2 separate regions of the Zea mays genome follow, and region 1 is linked to region 2. The links are chromatin contacts, called in public Hi-C maps. All regions are on one chromosome and are shown on one strand. Each heading gives the region's core, a stretch centred on a gene start, on an enhancer-like site or on the middle of the called end of the contact. The rest is flanking DNA. Distances are from core to core; before and after follow the strand shown.

What was found. A called contact is a pair of places that touch in the nucleus more often than the background predicts.
Region 1: a Hi-C map of leaf mesophyll shows a contact between it and region 2, with 3 times the contacts expected there. The contact joins the promoter of LOC100279446 here to the enhancer-like site in region 2. A contact is called at or near these places in 15 of 25 Hi-C or Micro-C datasets (bundle sheath, ear, endosperm and 5 more) and 1 of 3 datasets of contacts at active chromatin or transcription factors (leaf).

Annotation. Positions count from the first base shown.
Region 1 is chr1:27,158,585-27,161,528 of Zm-B73-REFERENCE-NAM-5.0, reverse strand. LOC100279446 (Sec14p-like phosphatidylinositol transfer family protein) reads right to left here and starts at 1,482. Exons shown (of 7, transcript NM_001326538.1): 1 at 1,318-1,482; 2 at 1,082-1,199; 3 at 529-617; 4 at 385-431; 5 at 199-287. The coding sequence starts at 1,410.
Region 2 is chr1:27,078,301-27,081,593 of Zm-B73-REFERENCE-NAM-5.0, reverse strand. No RefSeq gene overlaps it. Among protein-coding and RNA genes, the nearest start is that of LOC103632803, 14 kb to the right of the region's middle. Within about 2 kb of position 1,678, at least 14 of the 20 cell types and tissues checked have an H3K27ac peak or open chromatin away from gene starts, as enhancers often do. A contact at or near this core is called in ear, endosperm, leaf mesophyll and 2 more, where this site is marked.

The DNA of each region.
Region 1 (2,944 bases), core at 233-2,732, 80 kb before region 2:
AGTGTGCCTGGCTGGCTCCCGCTCTTGCAAAACAGCAAAAGGCATGCCGACGAATATGAATGCTGCTTCTCTGCCTTGGTTTTTTCTTTCGCTTCTGGAGGAGTAGCGGACAAATGCTCCACCAAGAACGAGAATGGAGCGTAGCGCACGCACTGTGTTTTGTATCGGTCCTGACGGTGACAAGGATCGGCGGCTTACTTGCGTCGAAGAGGACGACGAACTGGTCCACGAACCGGGACATGCACGCCACGGCCACCTCCAGCGTGAACACCAGCAGGCGCACGAACCTAAAGGGAAGTGTAAGAAGAAGACAGTGTGTGGCAGGGAGAGACGGAAGAACGGAACGGAGGAAGAGGAAAAGCAGGGACGCGTGCTAGTTCTTACGATTTCTGAGAGTGGAACTTGGGGTAGTCCTGCTTGATTCGAAACACCTGCAAACACAGAAGCAAGTTTCAGTCAGAGCTCAGTCAACAGTTTCTCTCAATACATTCGGCAGGATCTTCGTGTCCCGCGCGCGAAATGGCGTACCACGACTGGGCGGCCGTCGTCGTCGTGGCCGGAGACGAAGGCCACGCCGTCGGCGAGCTCGGCGGAGAACTCGTCGGCCATGATGTGATCTGCTTGGCACAAGCACAAAGAAAGGCCCCCGGCTCCGTTAGCACATCGATCTTCACGAACGAACAATCATTCCAACATAATAGCACCAACGATTGTACTGTTCCGGGGGGGGACTGTACTTTTGAAAACACTCCTACTGCTAGGAATGAACCAGATCGGCAGCGCAATAAATTCGGCGCGGCAGGCACAGTAGCTTGACTAGTAGAAATATATACACTGTGCTGTAGGTATCAGTGTATCACAGTCACAGCTGCAAGAACAGGCCACGGCTCCGGCTCCCGCTCGAGCAGAGCAGCAGAGCAGCGCAGCGCAGAGAAGCATTAATGGATACACTAGCTTCCTTTTGTTCACGGCCCAACCACCACCACAGATTTCTAGGAGTAGAAGGTCCAGCACGGAAAGCTTTCGGCGAACGTGGTGCGAGAGCGAGAGTGCGAGACGAATGGAAGCTGAGCGAGCCTACCAGCTCCGACGCTCTCCCTCCATGAGAGGACGGTCCTCAGGTGCTTCGCCGCCTTCTTGACGCTGTCCCCCCGCGACCGCAGGAACCGCTCCAAGCACGCGTCGTTGCAGTACTGCGCCTGCTCGCCCGCCATTGGCGCGCCCAACCAGGCAACAAAGTTAAAGGAAACGGTCGAACGGAGCCGGAGACGATGGGTATTGTACGCAAAAAAGCAAAGCTGGGTTCTCGGGCGTCACCTGCTTCGCGGAGAGCGGCGCCTGCTTGCACAGCAGCTTGCGTACGGCCTCGATCTTCTCCCTCTCCTTGGCGTCCACCTTGTCGATGGCCATCTCAGCAATTTTCACGGAGAGGGAGGTGTGGACGGCGAGGCGGAGTGGCGAGAGAGGACTGAGAGGAAAGGCCGAAAGGGGGGCAGTGTCGGAGCGACGGACCGAGAGGAAGAGAGAGAGGGTATTATAGCCCGGGCGGGCGGGGTGCCGTGTTCAACTCAGGAGCTCGCAGTCGCAGCCGAGAAACAACACCACACGGCAAACGGGAACGGAACAAACGGCAACGGACGTTTGCTTTGAGCTTGCGCATGCATCCACCGTTTCCACGTCCACTTTTGCCCGTTTTCTTTTTCTTCCTCCACCCCCCCCCCCCACCCCCCCCCCCCCCCCCCCCCTAACACCCCACCACCACCACCACCACGTTTCTCATCTAGCACGACTTACATGCAGCTCATTGGCCATACTCCTACGCAGCCGCCCTTTAATTGGATATGAAGCTCTAGGTGCCAGACGAAGCACAAAATATATATATTTTGAATTCTGTTGAGGAATCGGTTTAACACCAAAAGCATTCTCAGAAGAAAATTAATGTACTACCTCCTACATATACTTACAAAAACTGCATTCTCCAACGGGAAGAGATGGTGACTAATCTTTTCTTCGGTTGCAACTTTGCTAAAGCTTACTAGAGATCTATTGCAACCCCCCCCCCCCCCCCCCCCCCCGTCCTCTCGGGTTACGGTAAGGTCCACCACCAGATTGAAGAGACAATTAAAAGTGGAGATCCTAATTCTCATGACCTAGAGCATTTGGAGATGGCAGAATAATTGGATCTTTCATAATACCCCCTAACGATTGATTAGTTGCATGTCCTCTTTCAAGCATGAGCTTTTGCTTTTACTTCATAGAACTAGTTCTAGAAGCCATTTTAACTCGGACATTCCTCTTTGGCTCTCGGTCATTGGCTTGGACCCCCTCCTGTTTTCTTTCAAACAAATGTCATACTAGCAAACGTGTTTGTGCGTTAAAATAAAACTTATATTACACTTTCACATCATACATATTGTAGATTCACACTCAGATGTCAGATGGGCCTATTTGGTTCAACTTTTTTTGAGCTTTTTTTGATAATCTGCAGAATCTAGCGGTGTGGAGAATATGAATATCGTGGATACTTACGTGCAGAGTAAGATGAAGAGCTCCATAGGCTTTACGATTTAAGAAGTCTTAGATGAAAGGGAAATATGCCATAGGGTCATTTCTACATGTTTTGGTGATTAAGTGCTCAACACACCATATTAGACTAACTACTTTGATATGAGCATGGGCACATGTTCTAGCAAGAGAAAATTGAAGAAAACAAGTCCAAATGAGTAGAAATGAAGTTCAAAAGTGCAACTTTGGGCAAAACTACAAAAACATGAGTGTCGGTACCCTGAATCAGGGGTACCCCTTACTACAGTATGAAGACACGGTGCCTGTACGGTGATCTCTAGCCGCACGAAGAACAGCACCCAACCCCACCACGTGGACGGCTCAAGGAGCACCATGTGGCGGGAAAAGATGATACATCCCAGGATGTGTCAGTTGGACC
Region 2 (3,293 bases), core at 429-2,928:
GTTGCATAATTTTTTTAGACCTACAACTTTTATTTTAATAGTTTTTTCATCCAAAATTGTTTACAACATTTGAATTTTAAATTTGAAAACTTCAAACATATTTTTATATGATAACATGATTTTAAATTTAAAGGTTGTCAACTACAAAGTTAAATAACTTTTAGAGACCTACAATTTTAGTTTTGGTGGTGTTTTGTTCCGAGACCGTTTGAAAAATTCAAGTTTTGAATTCAAATATAGTTTTGCATGATGACTATAGAGTTTCATAATTTTTCAAGACCTACAACTTTCATTTTGGTGGTGTTTTGTTCCGAGACCGTTTGAAAAATTCAAGTTTTGAATTCAAATATAATTTTGCATGATCAAATGATTTCAAATCAAAAAGTTGTCGACTATAGAGTTTCACAACTTTTCAAGACCTACAACTTTCATTTTGGTGGTGTTTTGTTCCGTGGCCGTTTGAAAAAAATCAAGTTTTGAATTCAAATATAGTTTTGCATGATCAAATGATTTCAAATTCAAACGTTGTCGACTATAGAGTTTCATAACTTTTCAAGACCTACAACTTTCATTTTGGTGGTTTTTTGTTCAGAGGTCGTTTGAAAAATTCAAATTTTGAATTCGAATATAGTTTTGCATGATCAAATGATTTCAAATCAAAAAAGTTGTCGACTATAGAGTTTCATAACGTTTCAAGACCTACAACTTTCATTTTGGTGGTTTTTCCATCCGAGGTTGTTTGGAAATTTCAAATTTTAAAAATGCAAACATAGTTTTCTTTGACAAGATAACTTCAAATCAAAAAGTTCCATACTACAAGACTCTATAACTTCTCAAGATCTACAAAGTTTATTTTGTTTGTTTGATCATTTACTCATCCAACATGGTGGTTCTAACATTATTCACAAACCTTATACATCGATCTCTCTTGTAGTTTCATAAACTACAAGAGGGGTATGTAAGTGCTTGTGAATAAATTTATTTATACTTTATCATATGAAGAAATGACTAAAATAAAAATTTACATCTTGATGAGCTATAGTACATCTTTGTAGTTAAAACATTTTTCATTTAAAGTAATGTACTGCTTCAAAATATGATTTGAAAATTGTCTTCACCTAGTGTAAAAAGAAAATACTTGGTAAAGAATTTCTTTACCAAATGTAAAAAATAAAACGTTTGGCAAAGAAGCTTGCCAAGTATAAAAAAACATTCAGCAAAAAAAAACTCTTCGTCGAGTTTTCGAAAAAATCGCTCGGCCGTTTTTTTCGAATGCTGAAAAGAAAAACACTCGACCGAGACTTGTTTTGCGGTAGTTGTGGATTCTGCCGGGGGGTCAACATTATTTGAATCGCTGCGTGGCCTGCCTTAAAAGAAGTTCGGTAATCCCTTGAGTGAATAATAGAAAGCGAAAACTATCCAGAACCAACTACCCATAGCAGTTGCTATGGAGAAAAAAAAACGACGGGGTCCTCGTCACACGCGCATCGAGACGCGCTGGACATCCCGCAGTCGTCGCAATAGCCTGTGAGTAGCTAGGAATGTTCCAACCCTGTGAGTAGGATTACTGCACGAGAACACTGTTTCGAGGGTCACACTCACTCGGTACTCGGTAGTATACACACGATAGGTTGAGCTGCTGGTGCTAGCTGCGGGCAGTCCTACCAAACGTAGTCCATGGTCCATGGGGAGGCGATCAGATCGAGTCAGATCCAGACCAATGCAAGGTCCCCCACACGGGTCGCAATACCGCATGCAGCTCGCACTCGCACTTGCACTTGCTCTTGCTCTTGCAGCAGCTAGCAGCGAAACAAAAACCATGAAACTGAATTAGGTTCCTGCATCGCATGCAGGCTGCAGTAGTGCAGTTGCAGCTAGCGCCCTTGCTCTCTCTATCTTTTTTCACGAGGACCACTGGGGCACCGCACAGCATTAGTATAATTTACCGGGGCGGACCACCGCGGAATGTCGGGCGTGGGGGCCCACATGTCCGCACCCCCTACTACGTACCTCCCCTCACCAGCAGCCCTGCCTACTATTCCATGGGAGCGTCGACTAATAGGGTGTAGCCAAGTTCTCGACTTAGCTTGTCATAATGCAAAGCTAAGTAGCTAGCCTGCCTGCTGCTGCGTACTGTAACCGTATAATATATCTGCTTAACCGCTGTCATCAAGCATCAAAGATGCGCAGTGTAATGTAAGCACTAGACAAAGTCGTCCCAAAAGTTCGAGTATTTATATACTTGTGGATTCTAACGCGGGGTCAACCGTGTTTGAATCGCTGCGTGGACGTACGTGCTCCAACTCCAACATACATGCGGGCCGGGGCATGCAAGGATTCGGGCATCATTGACAATTATGCCTGGGCTCTGCTCTTTTTTACGATTGCCAAAAATGGCGGCATCTCGCCCTCTCTCGGCCCCATATGCGTGTGGGTGGGCGTGGGAACCTGCAGTAGTGCAGCTCCCCTCCACAAAGCCCAAAGTCATGACGACACGACCAGCTGCACGACGCCCAAGTGTGCGTACACGTAGTAGTAGCTAGCGCGCGTGGAACACCTCTGGCCCTTGCTTGTCTTGTTCGTTGTTCCTTCTCGCCCCGGCTATAGCGCGCTCCCATGCATGCATGCAGAGGCGTCCATTGGTCCTCAACCGCCGGCAGGGTCGAGTTCACTATGATGAGAGTTGAGAGCCGCCAAGCGCGGCCAACCTCACCATGTGCAGGAGGAGCAAGCACCGCAGTAGTATCTCTGCTGGGACTAGCCGCTAGTACGTAGTAGTAGGTCAGATTCAAAATTTTGAAACAAAAAAAAACAGCATGTGCTGTCTGCAGGTACCTACCTACAAGTGCTCGTCGTACGTACGTGCGTGAAAGTCCACGGTGCAAGCGATGAGCGCCGACGACCGGCACCAAACATGCATAATGCATGGTTGGTCGCCCTGGCCGTTGGATCGACACCTGTTTACTTGCACCTTTTTCATGCAGGCTCATCCGAATTCAAACACTACTATAGTCCACCAGTGACGCGCACAGGCACAGCACGTACACAACAAGACATAGATGCGGACTTTTGGCGTACGAACGTACGTGTGGTGTTCTTTTTCGTTATTGGGTTCTCAGTCACTAGTAGTGGTGACACAAGTCACTCCGAGTCCCATCACTTCATCAGACACGACGATCTGTGCCACTCCACTAGCCCAACAGCATGATTACGGCGGGCCGCCGGCTCGCTGCGTGGACGAGCGAGTGCGACGACGACGAAACCAATCATGCCACTAATCTTTGCCCGCGCGC